6 separate regions of the Mus musculus genome follow, and regions 2, 3, 4, 5 and 6 are each linked to region 1. Evidence: chromatin contacts called from public HiChIP or PLAC-seq and promoter capture Hi-C data. All regions are on one chromosome and are shown on one strand. The core of a region is the stretch at or near the end of the contact, and the rest is flanking DNA. Distances in the headings are between cores, read along the strand shown. Region 1 holds the start of Abcd1 (ATP-binding cassette, sub-family D (ALD), member 1). Region 2 holds the start of Fam3a (family with sequence similarity 3, member A). Region 3 holds the start of Rpl10 (ribosomal protein L10). Region 4 holds the start of Gdi1 (guanosine diphosphate (GDP) dissociation inhibitor 1). Region 5 holds the start of Flna (filamin, alpha). Region 6 holds the start of Plxna3 (plexin A3).

Region 1 (5,079 bases), core at 563-3,062:
AGCCAGCCAACTCTGCTGGACGCCAGCCTTCAAAGGGCTCAGAGAGGCAAGAGAGGTTAGGAAGCAGGCTCTGTCCTATGCTCCCAGAGATGGTAGGAGTCTAATTCCTCCCAGGTGGCTGCAGGAGTGGTTGACTGCAAGATTGGAGTAAGCTGGACCAGTAGCATCACAAATCACTAGAATCCAAAGCTAGAATCCAAAATGTCCAAGACAATTTTACCAAGGAAGCAGAAGTGGCTTGGAGGTTGCAGGCAGCCAGCACAGGGAAGTTCCCACCCAATGGTGCCATTTCTCCATTTCTGCATCTTAAGGTTATAGCCATCCAAAGCCTACCCCCAAGCTTGTCCCAGTGTCTATCTACAACTTTAACATCAGCCTGAGAAGGCCTTGTTGGGCTTCCCTTACTGCTTATAGCTGACTGCAATAGGTCTCCCAGCCACCTCCTCTGCTATTTAAGCAGCATCTCAACCTGCCCCACCTCATGGCCCCCGTAGAAGGCAATTTCCTCTGAGTTGGCCACCACTCGAGAGTGCATGTAGCGCAGTTCCCCCTTTCGCCGTGCCTCCTCTGCCACTAGCTCCCCAAACTTGGGAGAGAAGGCTCGAAGCACGTTGGCTGTGAGGAACACCACCAGGCCAGCGATGGCTGAGGGCCAGGCTGTGCCAGCTCCTCGGGATCGGGCAGCTCGAAGGAGAGTGTAGGAGGTCACAGCCACATCCAGGAGTGGCTTGGTCAGGTTGGAATAAAGGTGGGCTACAGAGGCAGCAAAGGCTACCACATCCTCTGTCAGAGACTGATCAGGGTTTCGAAGTCGTCCATCCATGTTGCTTACTCGGTAGTAAGTCTGTTGGGAGAAGTAGAGTCCATAGGCATGAGCTACTAGACGGCTTCGGAAAGAAAGAGCCAGCTGGCCCTCTAGGTAGCGGATGGCACTGTTGATGAAAGTGGCAGGAAGGGCGATGAGGAGCCACTGCAGCAGTTGCCAGCTAAAGGCCCGCGGGTCCTTACGTACAATGCAGCGGGCCAGTCTGCCGTCCAGGCGGGCAACATACACAGACAGGAAAGTTCGGCTTACCAGGGCAGCAGAATGCAGGGCCAGCAGCCCTGTTTCCCGGCACAAGACTCGGGGGAACAGCAGCCTCAGGAGCGCCAAGAGCCGCTGCAGGAATACCCGGTTCATGCCAGCCTTGGTTGCGGTGGCTCCAGAGGCCTCTTGAGTGGGCTCCCCAGCTGGCACCTGAGGACCTCTGGCAGGAGTCAGACACTGCCGTACTAGAGGGTAGATTTTGTGGACTCCATAGGCTGTGAGGGCCAGGACCACAGCTGTGCGCTTCAGCGTGGTCACCCGTGAGGGCCGGGGAGTGGAGAGCACCGGCATGTCACCTGGACTGGTGAGCAGGCTGAGGGCTGGAACTGCTGCCTGAGGCTACAGTTGCAGACAGATCCTGGAAGGGTTGTTGCTCTGACCCAGGGCTCGTTGTCTAGGCAACTGGAAACCTTGAAGTGATCCCTGAGACTGTTGCTTTAGGCCCTCGCGGTGGTGCTGGGGCCCCTGGATCGGTTGGGTTAGAATCCTCCAGGGTCGTGGCCTCTTCAGGCAGCCCGGGTGGAGGAACTGGCTTCCCTCTACAGACTGTCCCCTTAGCCCCTGAGGTCAGAGCCTCGAGAGGTCTTAAGGAGAGAGGCTGTGTCTTTCCTTCCACCTCCCTCCTCTTACTGCTCCTCCCCCCCCACCCCCCGTGACGCCCCTCCCCGGGGCACCAGGCGTGTTTGTCCGCTGAGCAGCCCGGCAGTAACGACAGCGTCTACGCCAAGGCCCAGAATCCCCACCCACCTACCCCTCCCCAGGGGTGGTGATGGGGAAGAGGAGGCGGAGTTGAGGCAAGAGGCGGAGTCCGAGTTAGGGGTGCCCCACCCCGTTCTCGCCCTACCGTTGGACCCCTCCCCCTCTCCGACAACAGAAACGAAGCAAGTCCGCGTACACTACAGAAGCGGCCCCAGCCCTCCCGCCAAGGCGCCTCCAAGCTCCACCCCTGCGTGTCCGAAGTGTCAGAGGCGCGGCAGGGGGCCTTCAACCGTCAGCCTCTACTTCCTTTCTAGACCTTGGCAACAGGCCGCGCCTAAGGGCGGGGCGGGAAACGACAATGGGCGGAGCCGTTAGGGGCCTCTAGAGGACTTGTAGGCGGGGCCTGACGCGCGTTTCCGGTTTCCGCCCGCGGGCTAGGGGGCGGGCCTGAGCATTGGTGAGAGTTTGGTAGTTGCGGTGGGGCGTGCGAGTAGGCTGAAGCTCGGTAAGCTGGGTCCGCATGCATGGCTGACTTTCGGACCAACGAGGTTCCCCCCCAGTCCCTTCATGAGGGAGGAAGGCGAGCATCCCAGAAATACTGTGGGTTCTGGGAAGTGTAGGGATCCGGGCCGACTTCGGAGTTTAGGGCAGGATCAGGCATAGGGATGTTGTGGAGGTAGGTGGAGCGGGACTCTAGGGGACGCGAGGACAGGGGCCAGTCCTCCCCACCCCCCCCCAGAAGAGCTGCCCAGGTAGGCCCAGCTCCTCGAAAGCCACCTGGCGCTGTGGACTTGGGCGTTGTGGCTTGCTAGGGATGCAGGGAGGTCCCTTTTTTGGCTTCGGGAGAGACTTTCTGGTTCTGGAACTTTCTCTGGGTAAGGCCTGGACGTGCTCTGTGGAGACCTGTATTTGCTTTTGGCCTGGATTCCCGCCCTCTAGGAGTCGCTCTTGTGGGCCTTTTGAGAGTAAATGGAGGCCTACACCCTGTGCATTCGTGCGAGCATTCGGAAGGCCTATCTAGTTTTCAAAAGCAGCTTTAGAAGGAGGCTGGAGGCTACTAGGGTTATCAGCCCCTCATAAGCTCTGGAGGAAATGGGCCTGCTTTCTTGTGCAGAGGCTTAGGTGGTGGCGTTTGCAGAAAATACATGTATGAACACTGCAGTCCCAGTCCCACTGTAGAAGCGACTGGAAGACATGTATAGCTCCTGGCAGCAGAGGCTTCTACTCTTGGAAGGAAGCCTAATGGGTGCTGAGGTCCTTCTGTTTACGTACTGTTCTTTTGAGAAACATTTTCTTAAACAGGTCTAGCCTTACAAGGGAGCCTGATGGGTGCTGAGAAGGTTCTCCTATTCTTATGAGAAACATTTTCTTAGTTAAACAGGCTTAAGAGTCTCTTGGACGGCCCCGGGGAAAGGAATCATGAACAAAAGTACCTAGTCATAGTAACATACTTGCTGGAGGGGCACAAGTAACTGTCCCAGGCAAGGGAAGTTTGTTGGCTGGCTAGAATCATTGGTCAAGTGTCTGCTGTTGGGTTAAACCCTGTTTCAACCAGGGTTTCAAAAGCTCTGAAGCAGAATCCTGTGGTCTGTTGTGAAGAATAGCAGCCCCAGCCTCTCCAGGGTCCCTGAGCAGTCCCTGTCAGTGACTTTCCAGCTCTCATGGTTCCTCCTGTTTCTTCTGTATCCTGCCAGGAAACAAGCTCCCATCCCTCTGTTGGAACCCTTTAAGTCACAGGATGAGTTTGCAGTGGACTACAGTTGCCACCTTCCTCTACGCAGAGGTCTTTGCTGTGTTGCTTCTCTGCATTCCCTTCATTTCTCCAAAAAGGTATGGCTAGTGGAACAACAAAGCAAGCATATGATGAGGGTGCTATCAAACCCTGAACCTTGTAGTTTCTGTGTGCAAAATTGGTGGACCCTGAAATTGAGGCTATATGGAAACAAGTAAAACCTGTCTTGAGTAAGGGTGTCAGGAGTATGATTTTTTTTTTCTTATCACCAATCTTGAACATTGTCTGGCTTTGTCACCTCGTCATTTGCTTTCCTGTGCACACTGTCTTCTGGTTTTTGCAAAAGAAGATTTGACTTCAACTTTTTTGAGTAATATTCTCTTGCCAACCCTTGGGCCTCAGGGCTGTAGGGGATAATTGTGTGGAAACTTGAATACTTGCACCATTGGCTTACATTGTTGCCGATTTGCTGACTTTTGACCTCCTAGCTAACTCCTACTGGCATTGCTTAGTAGGCTCATGAGCATTACTCAGCCTATGAAGGATGGAAGCTATAGTCCCTTTTAATAAAAAACAGGCTGGGCGTGGTGGCGTACGCCTTTAGTCCCAGCACTTGGGACGCAGAGGTAGTGGATTTCTGAGTTTGAGGCCAGCCTGGTCTACAGAGTGAGTTCCAGGACAGCCAGAGCTACACAGAGAAACCCTGTCTCGAAAAACAAAAAACAACCCAAAAAACCAGGATTTGCTAAACGTTATTTAGATATTGTTTCAATCATTTGTAGTATATCAACACTATTCGTATTTAAATTAGGATTTATAAAATTGCCATAGTTAATAATACCTAAGGAATATTCTTGCTAAAACCCACATTGACATTTAGTTCACAGGAAATACAGTGACCAAAACGCTGGTGGAACTGGAGTCTTGGATACTCTCTAGGACAACTAACTTTGTTCCACCACTTAGGAGGTGAAGGCAGGGTTAGGAGTTCAAGACCTATCTTGGCTACATAGCAAATTTGAGGTTAGCTTGAGCTAAATGAGACCTGGTATGAAAAGGAAAAGGATTACGGAAATGGCTCTGTAAGTAAAATGGTTGCTTGAACAAGTATAAATTCAAAATCTGAGTTTGATCTCTATCATTGATGTAAAATCTGGACATAGGAACACACTTCTGTAATAGAGTGTGGTAGAGGCAAAGATAAGGAGGATCCTAGCCAGTCTAGCTGAATCAGTAAGTTCTAGGTTCAGTGAGACCACTGGGAAAAAAAGAAAGTAGAGAATGATTAGAGAAGATAACCACTTCAAGCCCACACACTCATGCATATGCACAGGTACAAACACACAGAAAAATTGAAAGGAAAAAAAAGCAGGAAGGAGAGACTGATTAAGACCAACTTAAAAGCCGGGCGTGGTGGCGCACGCCTTTAATCCCAGCACTCGGGAGGCAGAGGCAGGCGGATTTCTGAGTTCGAGGCCAGCCTGGTCTACAGAGTGAGTTCCAGGACAGCCAGGGCAACACAGAAACCCTGTCTTGAAAAAACCAAAAACAAAAAAAACAA
Region 2 (4,558 bases), core at 669-3,168, 680 kb before region 1:
TTGAATGCCCCAGCTTATGCATCTCATTCATATATATATATGTGAATATAATTTAACCATTTAATTGTATTTTTTCCAAGACAGGGTTTTTCTATGTAGCCCTGGTTGTCCTAGAACTCACTCTGTAGACCAGGCTAGCCTCAAACTCACAGAGATTCACCTGCCCCTGTCTCCAGAATACTGGGATTAAAGGCATGTGCCACCATCCCTAGCTTTAATTGTCCATTTTAAATGATAAAGGGCTGAGGTTTTGTGTCAGCCATAAGGCATATGTATGTCAAAAGCCATAAATTTAATTTTCAGAACACACACACACAAAGTCCTGGAGAAAATAGACTGAAAGTTTGTCCCATGAGTCATAAAAGACCTGGATCTCCACCTATAATCCCAGAACTAAGTAGGTATAAGCAAGAGGTCCAAGGACATCCTTGGAAACATAGTGAGTTAAAGAATATACGAAATTCCCATCTCAAAAAATATGTAGCAGGACTGGGTGTGTTAGCATACGCCTTTAATTCCATCATTCAGAAGGCATTTAATTCCATCATTCTGTACATTTGAGGCCAGCCTGGTCTACAGATGCCCTTGACCACAAGCATTGGAGAGTGCCTATGAGGAAGTACTCAGTCAATATGGAAACTACTGTATTCTTTTTTTTTTAATATTCATTTTGTTGTTGTTGCTGTTACTATTTTATCTTTACTTAATGTTTTATTTTAAAAATTAATTATTATTTGTGTGTGTGTGTGGAGGAGGAGGAGGAGGAAGAGGAGGAAGAGATCAGAGAGGTGCCAGATCCCCTGAAGCGGTTGTGAGCTGCCTTATGTGAGTGTAAGGAATCCAGCCCGGGTATCCTGCAAGAACAGTATGTGCCCTTAACCACTGAGTCATCTCTCCAGCTTCCTACAATTTTTGAAATTTTATTTTTTTTATATAAGTGGTTTCCCTACATGTACCACATGTGGTACGTGTACCACATGCATGCCTGGCGCCTGAGATGGTCAGAATAAGACATCAGATTCCCTGAGACAGGTTTCATGCAGCTAAGGCTGACCTCAAAGTTGCTAAGTGGCCGAGGATGCTTTAAACCCTTTATCCTCCTCTCCCGTCTCCACTTTCCAAGTGCTGAGATTACAAGTGTAACCAAATTGAAAACGCTATCATCTAACCAAAACAGTGCTTCTGTAAACTTTTCTGTATTTTGGAGCATTATGGAAGTGGGGTGGAGTTCCTGTAAGTAAGACCATTGGGTCAAAGGACAGGAATGCAGCTGCCTGAGACACAGATAGATCCAGCTTAAAAGGACTGGCCCAGCTGCCCTGGCACTGTAGGCGGTCAGGGGAAAAGGCTCAAACATGAGGGTCAGGAGCAATGTTCCAAACATCCCTTCACTGATTGATACATAAAACAGAACGCTCTCACGAAAGAACACTAAGCAGAAAGAAAGCAACCAAAGGCTCAGGTTTACCTCCGCATGTGCTTCTGAACCGTCCATGCTCTTAAAGAACACATATCAACCTTAAGTCATTATCTGTGTCCCCGCATCCATCCTCTTATGAGCCATGAAAGCTCTGATATCAAGTCACAATCGGAGCTTCAGCTCATCAAATATAGAAATAGATCGCTCACCTAAGAGGACGTGTGGAGGAAGTGGGAATGGGGGCTCTGGTGTTTTATGCCCGTAATTCCAACATTTGAGAGCCTGAAGCAGGTGAATCGCTCCAAGTTTGAGAACAGCCTGGGTTACATAGAGTTAAGCAAACATGAACTGTAAAGTGTATAGTACCTCAAAGTCTAGAAGGAGATTTCATCTTGAAGCAGTGACACTGTAGGAAGCTAGGCGGCTCAGCTTTAGCACAAGAGGAGTGCACAGCCACACTCGGCACCTCCCACCCAGCCTCTGGAGGAGAGGGAGGAGGCCGGTCTGGAGGTGGAGCCTCCGTGAGGACCTGCGGACCTACAGCACAGCCTATGGGCCTATGGCGGAGCGACGCCTGTGGGCTGTGGCCTTCTGCGGGCGGCCATTGTCGTGCCTGATAAGCTTTTCTACGTGACTCACTTGCTTCACCTAGCCGGCAGAGCGAGACAACTGGGTAACTCCCTGATCCGGTCTGCTTCTCCCTACACCCAGACAACATCCTTGGCCCGCCCAATCTCTGCCACCAGCCTCGAGCGGATCGACCTGAGCCCCGGGCCTAGCACCGGAGGGATCCGGGTGGAGAAGAATCATTGCTACGCTCCAGTCCTGGAGTCTGTTAGCCAGACTGTGAGGCGCAACGGATTCCTAAGGCTCTCCTGGCCAGGCAGGACTTCTCCCAGCACTCACGAGGAACTGAGCCTGGACTGGTGTTTGGAGGAACAAGTCATAACACCGATCGCTCCCAGCACAGACTTGCCACTGCCCCCACCCCCAAACCTACTCTCTCCTGTTTCATTCCCCCCAGAACCCACAGTTCCCAAACAGTGCACCTGCGGGAGATCTCAACCCAGCTGGAGAAGTGGACATGAGGTTGGCAGGTGGGTGGCTTCCACAGCGAACTGAAGAGAGGCCAGGTGTCCTAGTGCCTGTGTTAGGAGAGGCCTGGGTGGTCACTGGTTTGTTTATTTATTAATGGATGACTGTGCACAAGCACTCATTTTATGAGCAAATTCACCTCTGAGGACTTCAGCTTCCCAAACTATAAGGATTGATTTTATATAGAGAGATAGATATAGATAGATGTTGATAATATATATAATCAATATATATAAGTTAAGGATATATATATATATATATATATATAAAATCTCCAGAGATTGAATGGATGGAGAGGAGTGGATAGTAGAGATAGAGAGATGTAGCCAGAAGAGAACTGACTTAGGTGCCTTTGAGGTTGGGTATGATCTAAGTGGTAGCTCTGCTGTCAGCTGGACTACAAACATGAATGTGCCTTGGAGGGACTGTTTGGGGTGAGAGTAGAATTTGAAAACTGGTAAAGTAGCAGCTTTGTGGATAAGTCCAAATTGGACATTAAGGAACTGGCTGGGAGGATATGAGTTCAAGACAGATCTGGGCTGGAGGTGTAAGGTGTCATTGCTGCATGGTGAAATCTCCCATACAGTATGAAGATGGGAGAAGGCAGCCTGGAAAAGAACACCTTTTGAGGAGAGAGTAATGGAACACAATCTAACCAACAAAGGGAGTCCCAGAGAATGGGGTCAGGAGACAGTACTGTCCTGGAATCTAGTAGTGAAGTGTCAAGAAAGAGCAGTCAGACAATCAGAAATGTGACATCATAAAAGTCATAGGTGGTCTTGTTTGGAAGGTTATTTAGTTGGTGTTATGGGAGCACGACTAGATTGGAAGAATTTTGGGAGAGAGTTGGGGAGTGAGGTAATAGAAATCACAATGTAGATGACTTTTATGTGTATGCTGGGGGATGGAAACCAGGGTCTTATGCATGCTGAGCAAATGCTCTACCACAGAGCTATATCCCAAGCCAGAATATAAATTTTTAAAGAGTTTGGTGGAGAAGAGGAAGATGAAGAATCAAAGAATGAGATTTTTCTTTCAGGAGCTCTGTTTCATCTTTATCTTACTAAGTTAGGACCTGTTGATAATATGAGAGAAAGTGAGATAGAAAGAAGTCTTAGCACAATGTATCTGAGACAGGAGATATCTTGATGGATCCTGAAGCAGGTAGAAGGACTGGTCTTTACAAGGAGTATAGAGCTTCCAACAGAACAAGAGGAAAGGCAAAGCAGATGGGTGAACTGTAAATATTCTGATAATTTCAGAGGCAAGATGCTGAGGTTGGTGCTATGAAACCTTCCCAGAGCATGAGTTCTAAAAGGCACCTCCAAACCTGCTGGGGAGACCCAAACAGAGCAGCCTCAAGGTTTGAACTCACGTTCTTCCGTCTACTAGGAGGAAGTTCAAGCCTCTCTTTTGGGTCTGGTAGATATCGATTGGTCCCCCACCTCCCAATCGTACCATCACTTGTTCCCAAGTAGAAGGGGAGATCTGGTCATGTGAGGTAGTGGGTTATTGCAGATTTTGTTCACTGATGTCTAAGATAGTCCTGCTCTGTGTCTATCCTGCCTGCAGGCCCCCTGCGCATCGTGGCCCTAATCATCATTATGGGTCTCACCTGGATCCTAGTCACCATCCTCCTAGGTGGTCCTGGTGTTGGCCTTCCTCGAATTCAGCAGTTCTTCACCAGTGAGTGTGGGAATCCTCTTGATTCACTATAGAGGCGCCCAATATGGGTTATGGTGGTTGGGTTTCCCATTACCTTCATGGCAGGCTTCCTTTTGCCCTAGGTCTATCTTCTAACACAAATGCATCCTTGTTTCCACGAACCATCCTAGAGAACAACACTCCTAATTGTAACCAATAGAGTGGAAGTTGATAGAGTAAGAGTAAGGAGTGGAAAGGCCTCCATTGATTATTAATCATCTTCGACTTTCCGTTGAGCTCTGAGACACACAAGGGATCTTGCACTTTGTCACTGGTGCCAAGTCACCTAAGCACTATTTACAATTCCAATTCATCCTTTTCCTGAAGCAGGCAGTTTTA
Region 3 (4,990 bases), core at 1,127-3,626, 550 kb before region 1:
GTCCCAATTGACCAAATTTAAAACCTCATGGTATTTAAGAATCAGAAACAAAAACATAAGCGAACTTGATGCGAGATTTTATTATTGAACGATTTGGTAGGGTATAGGAGAACTATTGAAGCCTTCAGGAATGCAGGGCTCTCCACTTGTCCAGAGGACCACGATTGGGGATATATTTGACACCACAGCCATCAGGAATGAGCCGCTTCTCAGCAACCATGTCTTCAAATTCATCTGCATTAAACTTGGTGAAGCCCCACTTCTTTGAGATGTGGATCTAGAAGGAAATAGAAAATAACAAACTCAGCAAGGAGGACCAGAGCAAGAAAACAGAAGAACTTAAATACCACTACCTACCTTCTGGCGGCCAGGGAACTTGAACTTGGCTCTTCGCAGAGCCTCAATCACATGTTCCTTGTTCTGCAACTTGGTTCGGATGGACATGATGACCTGGCCAATGTGAACCCTGGCCACTGTGCCCTGGGGCTTCCCAAAGGCACCACGCATCCCTGTCTGGAGCCTAGATCAGGGACAACATTGTGATCAGAGGCCTGATTACCAACTGCCAGAAAATTGTCTCCAAGGTCCCTTGAGGCAGCCCATATAGATAATAGGCTACATACACTACCAAGGAGGCTGCTGTTTGCAACCATTGCACACCAAAGTCCCCATGGGAAAAGGGGACTTGGTCGGCTTAATTAGCTGCACAAAAAATCAAAGAAATCCCTAAAAATACTGCTGGACAGTGGTGGTTTTTAATCACTTGGGAGGCAGAGGCAGGCAGATCTCAGATATGCCTGGTGTACATTAAGTTCCCGGACAGCCAGGGATACAGAGAAACCCTGTCTCAAAACCAAATAAAACACCAGCTTACCTGTCAGCCCCAGCACAGGACAACATCTTGTTGATACGGATGACATGGAAAGGGTGGAGCCTCACTCGGATATGAAAGCCATCCTTGCCACAACTCTTTACCATGTATTTGTTGGCACAAATACGGGCAGCCTCCAGTGCTGAATGGGGAAATAACAGCAGTGAAACAGGGTGTCAGGACATTGAATAAATTATAATATATAATCCACAAGTACACAAGAAATGCCAATTAACACACCGGGCATGGTGGTCCATGCCTTTAATCCCAGCACTTGGGAGGTGGATTTCTGAGTTTGAGGCCAGCCTGGTCTACAAAGTGAGTTCCAGGACAGCCAAGGCTACAGAGAAACCGTCTCGAAAAACCAAAAAAAAAAAAAAAAAGAGCCAATTAACAAATGGGAGCTGTCTCACCTTCAGAAGAGAGTTGCTCATATTCATCTGACACCATATGGCCACAAAGTGGGAATTCATCAACTTTTGCTTTCTTCCGTCCCAAATCAAAGATTCGGATCTTAGCATCTGAAAAACACGTGGTTTAAAGTTCTCGAGAAGTGGGGAATAGACAAACACCGATCCAGTTCGAAGTTTGTCACTACTTACCAGGGACACCACGGCAGAAACGAGACTTTGGGTATGGCTTGTTCTTACAATACCGGTAACTATAGAAGGAAGGAAACTCAGGTGTGATTAATGGTGACAACAGGACTAAACCAGCTCTGAATCCAGTTTCCATTCAGGGTAACTGATTCTAAGGCAACTTGTTGTTAAACAATTACACAAATTATAAAACAGAAAAAGAATCATGCACTAGCATCACCCTCTAACCAGAGTTGGGTGAGATATCACAATTTTCCTAGCATGTGACAGAAGACCCGCCTTAGCCACGTTAAGAGAATATGGCGTCCTCTTCAGGACACGCGTTTAGGCGGCGCCTACGGACTGGTCAGCCCTTGGTGTCCTGTTAAAAACCACAAAGCTCAAGGCCGGAAATAAAAGACGGACGCAAAAGTGACCAAGAAGGCCTGGTAGGCGTTGTAAAAAGGCTCATTTGCGACGCAGAGGATTGGATGCACACGGACATGCTAGTTCTACCCAAGCGCTTTAGTATTGGGTAACGCCACCCACAGCCTCAAAATAAAGGTCCCAGTAAAGTATTAAAGAAAACCCGAAGTCAGTCTTTACTTCAGGGTCTCTAAGTGGCAGAGAGTCCACCCATAAAAAAAAAGTCTTTCGAAAGAAATGCATTTTTCCCTCAGTTTTCACAGTAGGAAGATTGCATGGGTTCAGCACTCACCACCGGGCGGGGCGGCGGCCCATGATGACAATAGGATCGTCGGTGGCTGTAATGAAACAGTCAAAGAATACAGACACAGAATAAGTGTAAAAAAAATCCCAAAGAAAAATTACGAGACCATCGTAAAAAACCGTGACCGAACTCACTCACCGCGCCAGAGGAAAAGAGACGCTCCCACGCCTGCTCACGCCTTATATAGGCGGCCTATCTTCCACTGTAACAACCATAGAGTTACAGCCAGGGGGTGGTGTCGACGCTCTATCAGACGCTAAGATCATAGATGCAGCGCTGCTCTGCGCATGTGTACCAGGCGGGACCGAACGAAGCACAGAGCTTATTGGTGACTGGATACCGGAATAGGGAACTGCATGCTGGCGAATGGGATTTCGACACATAGGCAAGAGAAACCAGCTTCCGCCTGGCCATATTGGGCGGAGAGCCATTGACAGGTTTTGCTATTACGTATGATTGCCAATATTCTAAGACTTGAAAAGGGGAGTCTTTCTCAGTGGAACTGGACCGTCACGGAGGTGTTCCTTTGCTTACAGGGCTCTAGAGTGCTGGTTCAGGCCTTCCTCAAGGCTACAGGAAATGGCGCGAACGTTCCATGGTAGGGACTCCGAAGTTCCTTTGTCACCCGGGAGGTTGGAGACCCACCCACAAAGCTGACGTCTAAGAGCCAACAAAGAGCACCATGATAGGTGCTTGATTGCTTTCAGGAGACCAATTAAAATCTCCCTTAGAGGAAAAAAATCTCCGTTAGGCGCTCACTGTCCTCCTCGCTAGTTGGGCCCGCCCCACTCTAATTCTCAGGAAAAGACGTGTTCTTAGGGAGACTGGAGACTGGGCAAAGACGATGGCGATATCATTACTTCCTACTAGCCCCAGGAGGGTCGCGGTGCTGTGGGCCACGCCCTAGTAGGAGAGTCGGAGTTCCTTTGCCCCAGATTCCGAGAGAAAAACTAGGTGTAGCACACCTCTTCTTTTCACTATGAAGAATTCAAAATGTACATCTGGGTGTGTCTAGAAGGATTGGCAGCTAACCACTAACTACTCTCCCATATAAGGTTACAATCTAGGGAGGCACCAGAACGGGAACACTGTTCTGATCTAGGAGCACGTGTCTGAGCATCATCAGTCACTCAGACTCTATGAATTTGTGCCTCTTGTGTCACTTAGGGAGACATGATAGGAACAAAAGTATAGGGACCAAGGGCCTTCCCTCCCAACATCCCATGGTGCCGCTCCCTGGTTACATGTGCCCAGCTTGTTCCAGCACATTTAAGATTCCCAGCCACAAACCAGAGCTACTAGATTGCTTCTGCCAAATAGCTTCCCTGTGACACTTATCCAGTTCCTGGAGGCTTCACAAATTGATATCTATCCTCTGAAAACAGTTCTGTCCTGCCAGTCCTCTCCACCTGATTGGTATTTGTGCAGTTGTGGAGGTGGCTGTTTCTTTAGCTGGAGAGAGATAAATGAGAATAGTCTATATATTTTGACCACCTTTTCTTATCTTTCTTTTTGGTTTTTCAAGACAGGGTTTCTCCATTTTGCAAATGTACCACATTTTTCTTCATTTTGTTTGTTTGTTTGTTGAGAAAGGGTTTCTCTGTGTAGTCTTGACTGTCCTGGAACTCTGTAGACCAGGCTGGCCTGGAACTCAGAAATCCGACTGCCTCTGCCTCCCAAGTGCTGGGATTAAAGGTGTGTGCCACCACGCCCGGCTTTGACCACCTTTTCAATTAAACATTTATTTCTTCAGACAGGATCTGAGTGTGTCAGCCCCGGTGACCTGAAACTCACTTATGTAGATCAGGATGGCCTTCAGCAAACAGAGATCCACATACCTATGTGTGCAGATCTAAGACCTGTGCCACCACAGCCAGCCATGCATTTATATTCGTATGAGTGTTTTGCATGCAAGCATGCAAGTGTACAGCATACATTTCTGAAGCTGGCAGAAGCCAGAAGAGGGTGTCAGATCCCCTAGAACCGGAGTTACTGACAGTTGTGAGCCTCCCTGTGGGTACTAGGAATCAATCTCAGATCCTCTGCAAGAACTAGTTCTCTTACAGCTAACCCATCTCTTCAGCCCTTACATGTATTTACTTTATGTGTATAAATGTTTGAAACTGCATGGCCCTGCTTTGTAAGTCTTGATCCCCAGGAGCACAGTCTCCCAGGCCTTCCCTGTATGAGGATGTTTGTACTACATGAGATATGCTTTCAGCCAGTGTACAGGGCAGAGTGTCCTTCAGCTCTTTGAGATACAGCCAGGCTCAGTACACACACACACACACACACACACACACACACACACACACACACTCAGTGTTGTTTTGTCTTCCAGAGCTACTTTTCCCATACTTTGATTAGAAGGTAGAGAATAAGGTGATAGCAAGTACCCAGGCTTCTCCTGTCTGGGATGGTCTCAGAGAACCAGGGTCAGGGGTTTGGATTGCCCTCTCACATTTTGCTTGGTGCCTTTGCCGTGGGATTCCTTCATGGGCCTCTCTGTAAATAGGCATGGTCTTGACCTATTTACAGGTGCTAGCTGGCACTGGGTTCATGTACCCATCCTGGCTTATCAGTTGTTCCCTCTTACTCTAATTTCCCCATCTGGGTCCCCAGTAGAGATGGAGCCACATAGAACATAATGGCCAGGCTCTCAGAGAACAGGGTCTTCAGAAACTGTTCCCAAGCCGGGTGTGGTGGCGCACGCCTTTAATCCCAGCACTCGGGAGGCAGAGGCAGGCGGATTTCTGAGTTCGAGGCCAGCCTGGTCTACAAAGTGAGCTCCAGGACAGCCAGGGCTATACA
Region 4 (5,111 bases), core at 1,699-4,198, 590 kb before region 1:
GGTGGGCAGTAGGTACAATAGGCAGGTGTGGGGAGGGCAAGGTGTGAGCCAGAGAAGGGGCTCCCATCACCAGCCAGCTTTCCCCTCACTCATCAGTGCGGTAGAGCGCCAAGGCATGGCCAGTGAAATCTATGACATCTTGACCCAGGTCAAACTTCCGGTAGACATCACGCATGCTGGTGTTCTGGGGATCAACACCCTCAAAGGTTTTGGGGTCATTCTCATCAAAGTTTGCCACAAACACCAAAAATTTTCGGAAGCGTCGTTTTTCAAACATGCCCATCAGATCTGAAAGAAAGGTATTGAGAAGACCCTTAGCATTACTGGGACATAGAACTCCTCTTTCCACCAGAGCAGGCCAAGAAAGCTGGTTGTATGTAATGTAGAGTATTGGCTCCCACCAATACTCTATCATGTAACACTACCCCACCCTTCTTGATCTCAATTTTCTTTTTGTAGGAAGAAACCCTTCTAGTTCCACGTAGGGATGCTACAGGGCAAGTAGGCCCTCTGACAAAAAGGAATCCTGTTCTGTGAACTTTCTGGCAACTTGCCAGGATGGGTAGCACTGTCCAATCAATACACTATAAAGTAAGGGTCCTCTAGGACTACACAGAGCTAAGATTAGTTTCAGGCAAAGATGAGCCTTTTGCCTAACTGTCCTGAAAATAGTCTGTCTCATCCAGCCCCATTATTCTCTGGTTAAGGAGACTCATACTCACTAGAAGCCAAGGCCTCAGTCTCGGTGGATGGCACTTTGTAGATCTTGCCCCCCTTATATACAAAGCTGCCCTCTACCACCTTGAAGTCCAGATATCGAGTCACTTCTGTATATAGTAGCATCTTTACCAGCTGACCTGTGTCCAGAGGAAATAAGGGACATTGTTGTGTTTTCCTTCAAAAACTCTCAGTAGTCTGACTGACCATATTCTTGAGATTGACCAATCTCTCCCCACTCCGTCTTCCCACTCACCACCCCCAAAACCATATACAGCATCTTTTTAATCTCTCTCACCATTGGCCATGAGGAATTTGGGGATCAAGTCAACATTCCAGTCTCGGCCCCGGCCCATTGATTCAGGGGGCCCTTCCAGTATCTGAAAGCGCTTATATAGCTGTAAGCAGGACAGGAAAGAAAGAAAAATGTCAAGGACCTGTCGCCCTTTCCCACTCTCCTGCCCAGTACCTGAGAATTACTTCGCCCCCTTATACCTATGTGGAAGACTAACAAGGATCTGGGTCTAAGCCCAGGTCTAAGAATAAGAAATCTTACCTCCTCCAGGGGTGTGATGGAAGAGCTCTCACCCCCATAGTAGGGGTTTCGGTCCATGTGCAGCACCTTCTTTCCATTCACAGACATGATGCCAGACAGGATGCATTCCTGGGGAAGGAGTGACATTTGCAGCTATACCCCATAACCCTCCAACTTGCTTCATGCCCACCACCAATTTTATAATGCAGCTCTTTTCAGTGCCTAAAACTGGGGAGGAGAAGATGGCTTCATATGATGTTTCCTTTACAACCCTGCTGAGTAAACTACTGGAGCATTAAAGGAGGTTTGGGGGGCAGAGCTTTCAGCTTCCAAGTCTTCCAGCATCAACAAGCCAAGAGAAGTATCTACTTCTCTGAGCCCACAAAAAGACAATGAGTCTACAAGAAGAACCAATTCAAAGGACCTTTGAAAGAGAAGGCCAAGTCCTTGAAATCCCAGGCCCCACCCTGCTCCTCCTTCAAAGGGCAGGAGCCCCTGACTCTCTTCTGGCCCTATCCACTGGTCTAGACTCAGGGTTCAAACTAAAAAGATTTAGGCCGGGGGTGGGGGTTGGGGGGGGCGGGGGCAGGGAAGAGACAAACACCCTCACCAGTCAGTCACTAACCCAAGGACAAAGGCTGAGGATATATATTCAGTCTGAGATCTCCATGGGAAACCAAGTTGGGGCAGAGGTAAAGTGGTCACTACCCCCCCCCCACACCCCCCACACACACACTCCTGCTGTCTCTGGAACATTCCATGGGTTTCCTATCCCATCCCAAAAAGCAGAAAAGCATGATGAGGGCCCACCCTTGTAATGTCCCCATACCCATCTTCATATTCCATCCCCTAGTTTGATCACAAGATGGTAAGGGATGCTAATCAAGGCCTTGGAGCAGGTGATGAGTTCAGGCAAAGGGTGGGGGCTGGGTGCAATGGTTCCACTGTGTGTGTGGGGGGGTGAGTTTTCCACCTCGGTGATAGAGATAGGGAAGAATAGGGGTCTGAGGTTAAGTACTAGAGTGCAGGAACACAGGACAAAGTGGGGCCCTCTACAGAGAATTGGGAACTGGAATCGACATCCTAGGGTGAGGTAGTGGGTTGGGCATGGGGTTGGTTTTCCCAGGGCTGGAGCTAGGATGATGGGAGGATGGATCGGATACCGGACTCTGCATCAATGCGGGATGGAGTGGGGTGGGGAGGGATGGCGTGGGGTGGGGAGGGATGGCATGATGCAGGGCTATGAGAGCCTGAAGTGGCACTTACGGTAAGACCTGTCCCCAGCACAATCACATCGTATTCCTCATCCATGATCAGGCCTTGGTACCAGCGTCCGCTCTGCTCCTCCTCCTTCACCACAGCAGCCGCTACCACTACCTCTACTATTGCTACTGCTGCTACTGCCGCTGCTGCTGCTGCCCCTGCCGCTGCTTCTGTCACTGCCGCCGCACTGAACCAAAGATGGCGTCTGTCGGTTGTCTCCTGATCCCTACGCAGCGTTAATGAGTCCCTCTCTCTCTCCGCTGGCCCCGCCCCGCCCAACCAGTCATCATTTCCTTGCTTGTTTTCTGGGAGGGCTTCTGTCACCTGGGTCCCAGCACCAGAATGACTGCAGGGGTTATCGGGGCTCTTCGTGAGCCCAGAAAAATACGGGGCGGGGCAGGCCGGCAGCAGGTGCTGAGTCCTCCGAAAGATCCTTGCGCGGGAGCCGCGCGCGCCCCGCCCCGCCCCGCGCGCTCCCGTACCGCCCCCTGGGAGAAACACAAGGTATGGAAGCCCTGCTGTGTGTTGTTGCACAGTAGCGGAGCTACCATTGTCAGGATTCCTCCCAAGGCCAGGAAAAGTAACAAGCCTCTACTCTAAGTAGGTTTGTTAAGAGTATCAGCTTACTGAAGACCCTCCCACCCTTCCTCTCTCACCTCTTGCATGACTGGACTACATCTGAGCACTTCTTCCCTTCAGTCAAGAAAAAAAAATCTACTGTTCAGTGCAGAAATGAGTGACACGAAGCCCAACACAAGGCAACACGTCTTTATTTTATTAGGAAGGAAACAACAGAGCAACCCCCCACACACACCTCCGGCCTCTTGACAGGCAGTCTTTATGGGAATAATCCAGAAACCCAGTGAGCACACTTTGTTCACCAATCCTCGTGATGGTTTCTTCCTTCCCAGGCCACAGAAATAAACCCCAGTGTACCACTCACTCTTAACACATCACCCCTCCCCCCCAAAAAACATAACAGCTAAGCTGGACAGACAGTCAAGTAGTCTTTCCACACCTCGCAAATTCAAGGAACCTCAAGTTCATGGCTGTTGCTGGAAGCTCCATAAAGCTTGGGGAGTGAGCATTTACTACACAAAAGCACTATAAACAGCAAGGAATAATAGCAGAGGGGCAAGAATAAATAAGGAGAGAGGGTAAAGGGGAGACCCTAGAATTAAGGTCCCTTCCCCTCTTGATGATGAAGCCTGGAAGATTTATCTAATATCTATGAAGAATACACTTTGTTGGTAGAGATGGGGGATAGCCACAGGGGAGTCCCTCTCCGGGTTAAAGAGGAAGCAAGAGAGACTGAGGGTGGCGTATGTAGGGTTCATGCTATAGTAGGAAGAGGACAAACCTTTCCATCCACTGTGTCACAAAACAGAAACATGACAACCTAGACACCAATACTCCCTCAATTCCTCTCAGGTGTATGTCACACAATCTGGGTCAAAGTGATGGTGGGGCCCTTGTGGTCATCAAAGCGATCCATGGTCTTTAGGCTGAGTATCATGTGCAGACCATAGGTGAATATGAAAAGCATGAAGAGGGTGGTGAGCAGACCCATCCAGATGCCCGGAGAGAAGAAACCAGCACAGTCGCTAGCATAGGAGAACTGTTCACCAGTCACATTGAAGGCCTGGATCTAGGAGACACATTGACATGGATCAGATGGTTCCACAAGGTTCCACACACAGTAAGAGCTGGGATTCTGGAATCAATGAATAATCTATACCTTCAGAGACTGCACAAGGCTGGAACTCTCAGCTACATGCTCAAACCATACTGAGATTCTCTGGGCCCTTCTTCCCTCCCCTTACTGCCACCAGCTTGGGGCCCATCACCCTTTCAATACCTGGAAGTTATGAAGAGTCATCTGCCAGACTGAGGGCACGTTGGTCACAAGGAGATTGCCTTTCTTGCTCACACTGCTGACGTACTCACAGTGGAAAGAATAGATGCTAGGTCCTGTGACTTGGGAAACATTGAAATGGGCAACAGAGCCATTGCTGTGGATTTCAAGTCGTTCCATGGCAAACCAATATCGGGCAGACACTGGATAGAAGCGACTAGCCAGAATGAACCTGGGAGGCAGGGGATGCAGAGATGTCAGATGAACAGAACAGAGTGAAGACACGCCAGCCCTGACAAACTTCAGCCAACAGAACTTACTTGAATGTCACTGTTGCACCAAAGAGTGGCTCATAGGTCAGTGAAAGCCTATGGAACAAGGCAGAGGAGTACTGTCAGGCTCTAGAAGGATCTTAAGAAGGTCCTCATCAGGTTGGCTCCAACCTAAGCTGCCCTAGATCCATCCTTATAGTCACCTGCCAATACAGTGTCCCCATTTACCATATGGGAAAAGTAAAGTTCCAGTCATAAGCAAATCAGGAGCAGTTGTGAAACAATTAGGTTTCACATCTCCAACTTAGGATTCCTTCCTCTGGTTCCTAGGCCTCCTTCTTGGGGTTATTCAGCTGCCTGCTGAGGTTTCAAGGGTAGGAAACCTAGGACTGGTTTTAACAGTTGGTTTGATATTTGCCTACATGCAGTCCCAGGGGTTGGGTTCAAAAACGGTCCAGGATCCCAAGGG
Region 5 (4,782 bases), core at 1,713-4,212, 530 kb before region 1:
AAAAGGGGGCTAGTATCTGAGCGTTTGGCAAGAGATGGGTACAGGCATGGGTGCCCATAAACTGGTCATTGTGTACCTATCCCGGAAAGGTCTTTTAAGACTAGTACCCTGATTAGGATAAGGGTGAGTGACAACTTGGAAGGACACTTTTTAGTCAGTGTCAAACGTGGACACAAGAGAGATGAAACAAGGGTGGATACAAGAGTCCTCTGCTGGTTTGGCTATGGGGAGCTGATTCCAGGGCTGTGGCAGGGGCATGGCCAACTAGATTTTTCAGTCTGGGTTTTGGGTCCTGTCTCAGGTTGGTTATGCTTATGTCATTGACGGCCAGGACATAAGCATCAGCATTCCTAGATACCAAAGTCAGACTGGGGCCAGAAAAAGTGGGTGGAATCCACCCGCAGTCAATTGCAGCTCCAGTTTGGCCAAGGTGTGAGCTCAGGAAATCACTGTTCTCTTCTGCCACACCTGGATTTGCTTTAAGGGAACTGGTCTCACTTTGGGGATTTTCTGTTTCCTTCCCTCCTGGCGCCCCCTGGCTACACAGGTCTAGAAATAGCTCTTCAGGATCCCAGTATAGCTGGTGGGCTTGGGCCTATAGTTCCCTGTGGGAGGGCCTGGTCTGGGGTCTGAGAGGAGTGGGGTGGGGAGGTGGGCGGGGTGTGTCTACCATCCAAGAATCTACTCCAAATAAGGGAAAATATGAAAGAGCTGGATTTTGGCTTCCTGGGGCTGCCTCATCTGGATCTTTGGGATGGAGCGACATCTGGTGGTGGCACTTGTGCACTCTAAGGCTAGGACACCCCCCCCCATTTCCTCTTTTCCCCCTAAATAGCCAAATCATAGGGCTGGAAGCTAGGAAACTCAAGTTCTTTGTGCTCTATTACTATGATTCAGTTTTCCTTGTTCTCTGTACATTAATGAACTCATGTGATCCAGCCAAATGGCATTGAATGAAAAATCATGTATTAATGCAATTCCGTACATGGGGCTTTGCTCTCCAGTAGATCAGGGGGACCAAAAATATTACCCTAATTGTGTCTTGAATAACATGGCTGGAAGTTTCCATTTGGGTTATCCCTGCACAGTTCTGCCATCATGTCCCCCAACTCAACCTTTGGCTCACTTGGTGCAGATATTTATGCAGGTGACTGGAGGTAGAATGGGGGGGAGGGATTCTGTACTGAAAATGTTATTTGACTGGCGATATCATAGACAATCTCAAGATGACTATGCTGAAAGGTTCTGCCCATTGTGATCAAAGCCCTATCATAGCCCTACCACAGGCAATGAAGACACTCCAGGCTGTGGGAGAGTCAACCATATTTGGGCATGACATGTTGGTCAACCCAAGGCCTCTTTCAGCCACTGGTCTTTATCTATCTATCTATCTATCTATCTATCTATCTATCTAATTAATTTTATGTGCATAATTTTGCCTGCATTCATGTCTGTGTGAAGGTGTCATATTCCCTGGAGCTAGAGTTACAGACAGTTGTAAGCTTTCATATGGGTGCTGGGAATTGAATCTGGGTCCTCTGAAAGAGCAGCCACTGCTCTTAACCACAGAGCCATCTCTCCAGCCCCGGCGGCCACTGGTCTTAGAATTGAGAAGTAGGGACAGAAGCCTGTCTTTCTGGAAAAACAATTTAACATTCTGGAGAGGCTTGAAGTACAGAGTAAGTAGATGGAAAAGTCTACCACGGGAAAGACATAGGTAAGATGAATCCCCTTAACTAAAGAGGATGGTTGGGAGTATCCCCTACAGTTTTCTTTTTCTGTATCTTCGCTCCTTTCTGTCCCAGCACAGCATCCTCATCACTATCTCCAGAGAATATCTATCATTAAATTAACTTTTAGTGAGTAGCTTCACACTACTTAGGGAACACACTCAGGCTCCTTAGCAAGCCTTGATGTCTGGTGACTCTCCTTTCTTCAGTAATCTGGGACCCTCTCCCTGAGCCCCTCCACATCTCTAGGGTCACAGCAAGGCTTGGGACTGTTCAGCCAGAGAAGACCTCTCCCCCCAGAATTCCTCAGGGCCCAAGGTAGAACAGTGAGTATGGCAGGTACAAGGTGTACAGATCTACATGCATCACAGGGCAGGCAGGCAGGCAGGCAGGCAGGCGCCCTCTGATTGTGTGCATTGGCATACCCTGGACCTTTGGAAAGCTGCTTGATCCTGTAGTGCTGGTGGCCACTTGGCCCAGTGCTGGCCCCATTTCCTCGCGGATGGAACTAGGCAGTAGAGAAGACGACGGTGGGAATGGGCCTGTGCAGGTGTGCAGGCCAGGGTCATGGAGACTGGGAAGACCAAAGGAGATGGGTAGGGAGTGCCAGGGCTCTGTGGGTGTCTATGTTAGGTGATGAGAGCCCTGTCTGACAGCATACAAAGAGCTCTCAGCAGCGTTAGGCGCTCTGGAAGGGTTCGCTCACAGGATTGCTTTACTCTGCTGTGGATCACACTGTGGCTGAGAACCCTAAGCTCGGGAAGAATAGAGAATGTAGAAGAGGGTACAGGGTCAGGGCGGAGCCCAAGTGATACCGGGACATTATTCGCTCCGCCTTCTGCAGGGACCTTGGGGAAAGAAAGTCCCTTGTAAGGGTGTGCCTGCTGGAGCTGAGCAATTCTGTGACAGAATTGCTCAAGCGTTCCTAGATCTGGGGTCCGTTTCCTGTAGTACTGTAGCGGATGTTGCCAGACCTTTTTGTGCTCTTTGGGGCTCAAAGACCCTTTCTGAAGCAGCGGGGCTGAGTTGCTTTTGGCGGAGTGCAGAGGCAGCTTCGGGGGATGGGGGCGGGGGGCGTTGTGGGGCATTCCAACGGGAGGGGCGAGGTGGGGCGGGCGCGGCCCAGAAGCCCCACCCAGAGGCTCCGCCCCCAAGGAAACTTTGCCTCTGGCTCCGCCTTTCGCATACATTTAAAGGGCTCGCTCTTTCCGCAGTGCAACCTCTGTTCTGTGCCTCGTCGTTCATGCTCGGAGGTGCCTACTGCTTTAATTAAAGGGCCGTCCCATCGGCGAAGCTGCAGCACCGCCCCTCCGTTCCTCGCGCCTCAAAATGAGTAGCTCTCACTCCCGCTGTGGCCAGAGTGCGGCGGTTGCGTCTCCGGGAGGCAGTATCGATTCACGGGACGCGGAGATGCCGGCTACCGAAAAAGACCTAGCAGAAGATGCACCGTGGAAGAAAATTCAGCAGAACACATTCACCCGCTGGTGCAATGAGCACCTTAAGTGCGTAAGCAAGCGCATCGCCAATCTGCAGACGGACCTGAGCGATGGGTTGCGGCTCATCGCGCTGCTCGAGGTACTCAGCCAGAAGAAAATGCACCGCAAGCACAACCAAAGACCCACTTTCCGCCAGATGCAGCTCGAAAATGTGTCGGTGGCGCTTGAATTCCTGGACCGTGAGAGCATCAAGCTCGTGTCCATAGGTGAGGGCACGGGCTACACTGGGGCGCTGAGTGGGTGCGGGCGTGGTCGCAACAAATTCTTCCTTTCTTCTCCTCTAGAGTCTCTCCTAGTTGTCTTCCCTAGCTGCTGCACACAACCAAGGCTACCACTAGGCCCCTTAGCCGCCTTGTTCTTTGAGGTCCTCGAGAACAAAAGGCTGGCCTGGCGAGCATGCGAACCGCTACGCGCCCCCGCCCGCAGCGCCTTGCTGGCCTGCTCCCAGGCTGAGCTCACATCCTCTGTAGGCCGCGCCCCCAACGCTGCACCCGAGGTGGGACAGGCACAGACTAGGCTTCTGCCTCTGAGAGCCGCACCCCATCCCTGGGATACCCATGCTTTCCACCTACAACAATTTTAAAAGTACCCTTCTAGCATTTGGCTGCCTCTGCAGTTCTAAAGTGAAGGTTGTAGCTTGTTCTCCTATTTATGTAGGACTCCCTCAACTTCTTGCCCTGGAACATGCTTCCCCATTGGAGATAGTTCAAATCCCCAGTTTCTTTCTTTCTTTCTTTCTTTTTTTGCTGAACTTGGAGGGGGGCAAAGAGATATACTGCTGGCAAAACTGTACTCCAGGTGTAATGAGTGTGGTTGACTAAAGGCACGAGCACTTGGTTGTTAGCTTTGCTGTCTATCATGGATCAAATTCTTGTTTCATTGTAAACCTTGGTTTTGTACATCTAGAATGCAGAGATTGGTTGAAAGGTGCTCCAATGTGCACAGGGTTTACTGCTAGTCCAGTTCCCAAGTCTTTGAACTGGAGAGGTTGGCATTGGTATTGTCTCTTGCAGGATCCCATGCTTTTCTCAAAGTAGGGGCTGCTCATGGACAGGCACCAGAATTGTTATCTTGGGAATGTGGAACAGGGAGAGTAGAAGAGTGGACCTTTACTCCATAATACAAAGGGTTTTCTATTATCCTTACAACTTTGGAATGGTACATGCTAGTTAAAACAGCGAGGGACCAAGGCCCTTCAGAGAGCAGATTTTAAGTGCTGAGTTTTTTTTTTTTTTTAAATGCTCATAGAGGTGTGCCAGTGGATGTATGAAAACTCACCCCTAGTCCCAGCCTCAGTCTAGCCAGCTGAGTCATTTCTAAGTCTTGGAAGGGGGCAACCGGATGTGGGGAGGCAGGCCACACCCCAGCTCTTTAGGGGGGGTCTCCTCCCTCCTTCTTTCTCCCCTCCTTCTTGTGAGCTGGCTGGAGCAGGCCTAGTTCCCAGAGCTTTGCCATATAAGGCAAAAAAATGTTGGAAAGCAGCAGTGATTAGGGGAGGGAGGGGGCCGGCTGGCCCAGGGGCTGGGGATAAGGGGTGGGATGGGGCGGGGCCATCT
Region 6 (4,676 bases), core at 1,597-4,096, 610 kb before region 1:
CCCTGTTCCAACAATGCGGTTTTCTAAAGGCTTCCCCAGTGATCTCCCATCTGCCCCACCTGGACAATTACTGGATTCCATGCCACAGAGTGCAAGGTGACCTTAGCCTCTCTATAGACAGACTTTCCACAGGTAAACTCTGCCCATCTTCCTGTCCTCAACAGCTGGTCTACATCTATGTGACAGTGAAGGGTCATAAATTCCTCTCTCAAACCAAAGTTTTCCTAAGAAGCAGGGCCAGGACTGAGAGAAAGGAGTGAATAAGACCTGGGCTCATAAGAACCAGGGGAAAGAAGACAAAAGCAACAAGCTCACCCACCAGACTGAACATATCTCCACTGTCCTCATCGTCGATGAGCTTACGGGAACTCAAGGTGGGAAAGTACTCAGACTTGCCATCAACAGCGGTGCCCACAAACAACTTGCTAGGCCCCTGGACCTGTTCAACAATGACGCCAGCCATGGAATCAGGCTCCTGGGCCCCTGACAGATAGTGCTCCTTGCGATGGTGGGGCTCACCCAACTTGAAGAGGTCATCCAGACGCAGGAACTGGCAGATGCCCTGCCAGATGCTGCCACAAGCTACCAAACGACGGGCTGCATAGTCTATGAGGAGCAGCTTGTTCACATTGTCCACAGGCACCAGGCGGTGGGAGCACACACGCATGCTAGGAGGTGGGTAGCAGCGAGCATTGTCCTCAATGGGCCCTGTGACATGGGCCCGTAGCTCAGTTAGGTTTGGAGCCAGCTTGAAAACTCGATTCACGGCACCTACAAACACCTCCCCAGTCACTCGGTGCACAGCCAGGTGAGTCAGAGTGGTATCTGTTACCACAAAGGTACGAAATGGCCTGCTGCTACCCAGGCACCCTCCTATGGTGAAGAATAGCAATGGGAGAAGGCAGACAGTGGGCATGACCAGCAGCTGTAACGAGGGACAGGCCTGAGGAGAGACAGCAAGTGCAAATCAGCCCCAGGCCCAAGCTACTCTCCCTCCTTCTGCCCTGTCTGACCCAGTGAACCTGGCAGGCCAGGTTCAGTGCTATCGAGGGGCAGGCAACTCATCCAACATGATAAAGCCCCAGATGGTGACTGAGGCTGAAAGAGGGGAGGGGCCTCTAATAGGGCAAATGAATGAGTGACAAGCACAGGCAAGCTTGCAGGCCATCAATCATCTCCCACTCCTGTACTGGAAAGAAGCCAAGAGGCCTTGTCTCAACTGGGCCACACCCAAGGGGGCATCAGAGTCAGCTGCTAGAAAAGATGGAATGGAAGGTTCTCCCAGAACTGGGACCCTAACATTACACACTAGGAAATGCAGGGAGAGAACAAACACAAGTTGGGGTCAGGGGTGCTTCTCTGTTAGTGGCACTGCTAGCAGGAGTCCTAGAGCAAAGCTCTGGAGAATTAAGGCCTGAGACTGGTTTCAGTGCCACTACATCTCCAACTCATGGCCTCAGGTGCTTTCTCCCTTTGAGGGCCTTGGCTGCTTATCCAGGAGTCTGCTGTCTGGCCTTTCCACTGCAACACAAAGCCAAGACTCTCGCTGAGACAGACATCAGTCAAGCTTTGCTCAGACACAGGCAGACAAATGCTCTGCCAGGCCTGTGTGGCTCTCCCTGAAGAGCCAAAGGTTAGTCAGAGAGGGATATTGGCAGAAGGGTATAACCCACTTTTGAGAGTCCCAGAAGTATTATATGTAGAAACCAGCATCCTCAAATACAGTTGAAGCCTTAAGGCTATGGAGTACTACCCCTTCCCCTAAACAAATAGGGCCAATGCTGGCATTCACCCCCCGGGCCACACCCAGCCAGCCCCAGGCTGCAAAGACAGCAGAGCAGTGTCTCTGTAACTAATGGGGCAGAGCTCAGTGCTACCCTCTCAGTGCCCAATTCCCAAGAGACACAGGAGGGACTCAGAATGGGGTGGGGGGTGGGGGCCACAGCAAAGAGAAAGAAAAGCCAGCATTTGCTAGAACATGGAGCAATTCCAGCTTGAAAGTGCCAAGTTTCAGCTCAGAGTGATCAGCGCTCTGGGGCTCTTTTGTCGGGTCTGCATCCCAGACCCCTCATGCAACAACCAGAGAAGAAAGGAAAGCAAAAGAGAAAAGCGACTGCACCCTACCTTCACCTCTTCTACACTCTACAGAAAAGCCAAATTTTAGGAACTGGCCGGGACAGGTTGGAAAGGAGACCTGGAAAGTGGTAATTGGCAGCCCAAGACCCCACCCCAGCCCCCACCTCTAAGTGGCAACCTCAAGCATCACAGTCGCACCCAGCCCCTCTGCTACAGTCCTGCCAGCAAAGAGCGCGATGATGAGGAAAGCTCCATATAAATATGCAGGTCCACAGCCCGCTCTTCCACAATGCTCCCCTCTATGCCATGAACCCAACCAGTCCTGCCCCCAATGGGGGCACCCTGAGCAGACCCGCAGATACCTTAGTCAATACAGAGGCTACAGCAATGCTCAGAGATGCTGCTCCTCCTCTACAAAAGGGTTCTATCAACCAATAGGACTATGATCGAGTTGGCTGTCTCTTCCCGCTCAGGGTACGGAGTGCTTGGCAAGCCTGGTCTGGAGAGGTAGGGAGGGACAGGGCCTGACCCCAGAAACCATCTGGACCCCCAGGCTGTCTGAAACCTCTGCCATCCAGCAGACTATTGGCGCACAGGCTTTAAGGATGGCGACCACCTACCTGTCCCTCCACCGCGACTGACTCGGGGTGGCCACCCGTGGCCACGTGGACGTGCCCCCCCGCCCCGTGCCCAACAGCCGCCCCCCTCGCTTGGCCCCGCAGCCTCGCCTCGCACGCTGCAAAATCTGCAACCGCCGCCGCCCACACACTGGGCTGGCCTGCGGCCGCCTGGGCCTTTTAAACCCGGACCGTACCACCACACCGGGAGGGGGCTCCCAGAGAGGGCGGGCCGGGGCCCTAAGAAGCAGAGCGCATGGCGGTTGGGGGAGGCCGCTAGGCCCTGGGGCCCAGGACTCTAGTGCAAGAAGCAAGCCTCTCATGGGTCTCTGGGGATCCCTTCCTGAGAACAGCCCCCTTTGCTCAATGGCTGAGTCCTAGGCGCGGGCCTCTCCACACCCCCAGCTCCCCGCCTGCTGCCTTCAGCAACCCTGGAATCTGTGCGCGGCCGCGCCACACCCCCTTGGGCCTGGAGTGCGCGCCTCCAGGAGCCCGTGGCCACCTGCTACTGTTGCAAGATATTGCTTTGGCCGGTCCAACAAAACCGCACAAACAAAGATTGCCCCCTAACTCAGGGCTCTTTCTCCAATGATCCATAAACTGGTGGGCTAATACCCGCCACGAAGCTTGGAGTACTGCAACTTATAGCCATTTTCACCTAGTTCTTTCCTCAGCAAGTCACCATGACTCTGAATCTGCTGAATCTGGGATTTAATTCCATTGCTTTCTCTTTTTTTTCTTGAATTTATTTTCCCTTTAGTACAGAGTGGTCTCGAACTGACTACCCTTCTGCTTCATCCTCCCAATACTGGGATCATTATGGGTCTATGCCATCACAGCTGCATTTTTTCCATGTTGTGTTGAGATAGTGCCTCCTACTGTACCCCAGGCTGGCCTTGAACTTACAGTGATCCTCCAGCTTCACCTTCCCATGTTCTGGAATACAAGTATTTTCCACTGCTACAGTTATTCTTTGTGTGTGCATGCGCACGCACCCAAGAAGACCATCTGAGAGCATTAGACACCATAGAGCTGCAGTACAGTAGCAGGTGCTCTTAACCATTGAGCCATCTTTCTAGCCTCTTTTTTTTTCCGTTGTAAACCGCTTTATTGAGATATAATTCAGTTTTCATATAAGTCCTGTATTTAATGTATACAGACAATTCAGTGGCGTTTTAATATAATCCTAAAGATGTGCAACCATTTCTGCCATCTAATTCTTGAACATTTTCATCACTTCTAAAAGAAACTCTGTAGGAGTTAGCTATCAGTCTCAATTCCCCTCATATATATATATACCCAAGCTCTGGGAAACGCTCTGTCCTTACTGACTGTGGGGTTGCCTCTTAAGGATATCTCAAATAAATGGAACTATACAATATAAATATATTTTTATGTCGACTCATTCTTTTAATATTTTCAGGTTTTGTCAGAGTTGTACCATGGATCAAGACTTCCTTTTGGGGCCAAATAATATCCTGTTGCATGGGTAAGCCACATTTTATTTATTCTTTCATCAACTGACACATTTTTTTGTTTTCCTCTTTGGGCTGTTTGCTTACTTCTTTGTATGTGCTTGGGCCAGGGAGTGGCACTATTAGGAGGTGTAGCCTGGTTGGAATAGGTGTGTCACTGTGGGTGTGGGCTTTAATACCTAGCTGCCTGGAAGTCAGTTTCTGCTAGCTGCCTTTGGAACCAGATGTGGAACTCTCAGCTCCTTCAGCCCCATGCCTGCCTGAATGCTGCTGTGCTTCCTGTCTGGATGACAATAGACTAAACCTCTGAACCTGTGAGCCAACCCCAATTAAATGTTGTCCTTATAAGAGTAGCCTTGATCATGGTGTCTGTTCATAGCAGTAAAACCCTAAGACATTACTAGAAACACTTCTATGTATTGTTTGTTTAGAAATGATCATATAACTTTTTCTACCTTTACCACCATTCCAAAAATTGGGATTGCACTTCTTTTGTATTCATATGTGT

The links. Promoter capture Hi-C pulls out the DNA fragments that hold promoters and counts their contacts. HiChIP or PLAC-seq counts read pairs in DNA pulled down with a chosen protein or histone mark. Capture Hi-C pulls out chosen DNA fragments and counts their contacts.
Region 2: a contact with region 1 is called in an H3K27ac HiChIP or PLAC-seq map of double positive thymocytes, with 12 times the contacts expected there. The contact joins the promoter of Fam3a here to the promoter of Abcd1 in region 1. A contact is called at or near these places in 8 of 39 promoter capture datasets (the C10 cell line, the HPC-7 cell line, hematopoietic stem and progenitor cells and 4 more), 2 of 484 Hi-C or Micro-C datasets (B cells and CD4 T cells), 3 of 115 datasets of contacts at active chromatin or transcription factors (cardiomyocytes, double positive thymocytes and large pre-B cells) and 2 of 9 other capture datasets (adipose tissue and liver).
Region 3: a contact with region 1 is called in a promoter capture Hi-C map of erythroid cells, with 6 times the contacts expected there. The contact joins the promoter of Rpl10 here to the promoter of Abcd1 in region 1. A contact is called at or near these places in 8 of 39 promoter capture datasets (3T3-L1-derived adipocytes, the C10 cell line, the HPC-7 cell line and 4 more), 1 of 484 Hi-C or Micro-C datasets (B cells), 2 of 115 datasets of contacts at active chromatin or transcription factors (memory CD8 T cells and pro-B cells) and 2 of 9 other capture datasets (adipose tissue and liver).
Region 4: a contact with region 1 is called in a promoter capture Hi-C map of liver. The contact joins the promoter of Gdi1 here to the promoter of Abcd1 in region 1. A contact is called at or near these places in 6 of 39 promoter capture datasets (cranial neural crest, hippocampal neurons, liver and 3 more), 1 of 484 Hi-C or Micro-C datasets (B cells), 3 of 115 datasets of contacts at active chromatin or transcription factors (DN3 thymocytes, memory CD8 T cells and pro-B cells) and 2 of 9 other capture datasets (adipose tissue and liver).
Region 5: a contact with region 1 is called in a promoter capture Hi-C map of erythroid cells, with 43 times the contacts expected there. The contact joins the promoter of Flna here to the promoter of Abcd1 in region 1. A contact is called at or near these places in 10 of 39 promoter capture datasets (the C10 cell line, cranial neural crest, embryonic stem cells and 7 more), 6 of 484 Hi-C or Micro-C datasets (B cells, CD8 T cells, embryonic stem cells and 2 more), 3 of 115 datasets of contacts at active chromatin or transcription factors (effector CD8 T cells, embryonic forebrain and memory CD8 T cells) and 2 of 9 other capture datasets (adipose tissue and liver).
Region 6: a contact with region 1 is called in a promoter capture Hi-C map of neural stem cells. The contact joins the promoter of Plxna3 here to the promoter of Abcd1 in region 1. A contact is called at or near these places in 9 of 39 promoter capture datasets (the C10 cell line, cranial neural crest, hippocampal neurons and 5 more), 1 of 484 Hi-C or Micro-C datasets (B cells) and 1 of 115 datasets of contacts at active chromatin or transcription factors (memory CD8 T cells).

The regions. Positions count from the first base shown.
Region 1 is chrX:73,713,330-73,718,408 of GRCm38.p6, reverse strand. It overlaps Abcd1 (ATP-binding cassette, sub-family D (ALD), member 1), which reads right to left and starts at 1,812. Exons shown (of 10, transcript NM_007435.2): 1 at 479-1,812. The coding sequence starts at 1,378. It overlaps Bcap31 (B cell receptor associated protein 31), which reads left to right and starts at 2,205. Exons shown (of 8, transcript NM_012060.5): 1 at 2,205-2,291; 2 at 3,481-3,616. The coding sequence starts at 3,525.
Region 2 is chrX:74,390,634-74,395,191 of GRCm38.p6, reverse strand. Fam3a (family with sequence similarity 3, member A) reads left to right here and starts at 1,918. Exons shown (of 9, transcript NM_025473.4): 1 at 1,918-2,517; 2 at 4,088-4,201. The coding sequence starts at 2,505. It also overlaps a transcript of Ikbkg not described here.
Region 3 is chrX:74,268,202-74,273,191 of GRCm38.p6, reverse strand. It overlaps Rpl10 (ribosomal protein L10), which reads right to left and starts at 2,376. Exons shown (of 7, transcript NM_052835.3): 1 at 2,318-2,376; 2 at 2,168-2,213; 3 at 1,474-1,532; 4 at 1,285-1,392; 5 at 875-1,013; 6 at 358-520; 7 at 57-277. The coding sequence starts at 2,190. The coding sequence ends at 125. Snora70 (small nucleolar RNA, H/ACA box 70) reads right to left here and starts at 700; the gene lies at 572-700.
Region 4 is chrX:74,302,849-74,307,959 of GRCm38.p6, reverse strand. It overlaps Gdi1 (guanosine diphosphate (GDP) dissociation inhibitor 1), which reads right to left and starts at 2,948. Exons shown (of 11, transcript NM_010273.4): 1 at 2,519-2,948; 2 at 1,274-1,381; 3 at 1,016-1,115; 4 at 723-857; 5 at 90-288. The coding sequence starts at 2,563. Atp6ap1 (ATPase, H+ transporting, lysosomal accessory protein 1) reads right to left here. Exons shown (of 10, transcript NM_018794.4): 8 at 4,691-4,738; 9 at 4,374-4,602; 10 at 3,239-4,163. The coding sequence ends at 3,954.
Region 5 is chrX:74,244,714-74,249,495 of GRCm38.p6, reverse strand. It overlaps Flna (filamin, alpha), which reads left to right and starts at 2,962. Exons shown (of 46, transcript NM_010227.3): 1 at 2,962-3,432. The coding sequence starts at 3,060.
Region 6 is chrX:74,327,236-74,331,911 of GRCm38.p6, reverse strand. It overlaps Plxna3 (plexin A3), which reads right to left and starts at 2,846. Exons shown (of 33, transcript NM_008883.2): 1 at 2,697-2,846; 2 at 320-943. The coding sequence starts at 916. It overlaps Gm39520 (a long non-coding RNA gene), which reads left to right and starts at 3,622. Exons shown (of 4, transcript XR_878127.3): 1 at 3,622-3,742; 2 at 4,117-4,182.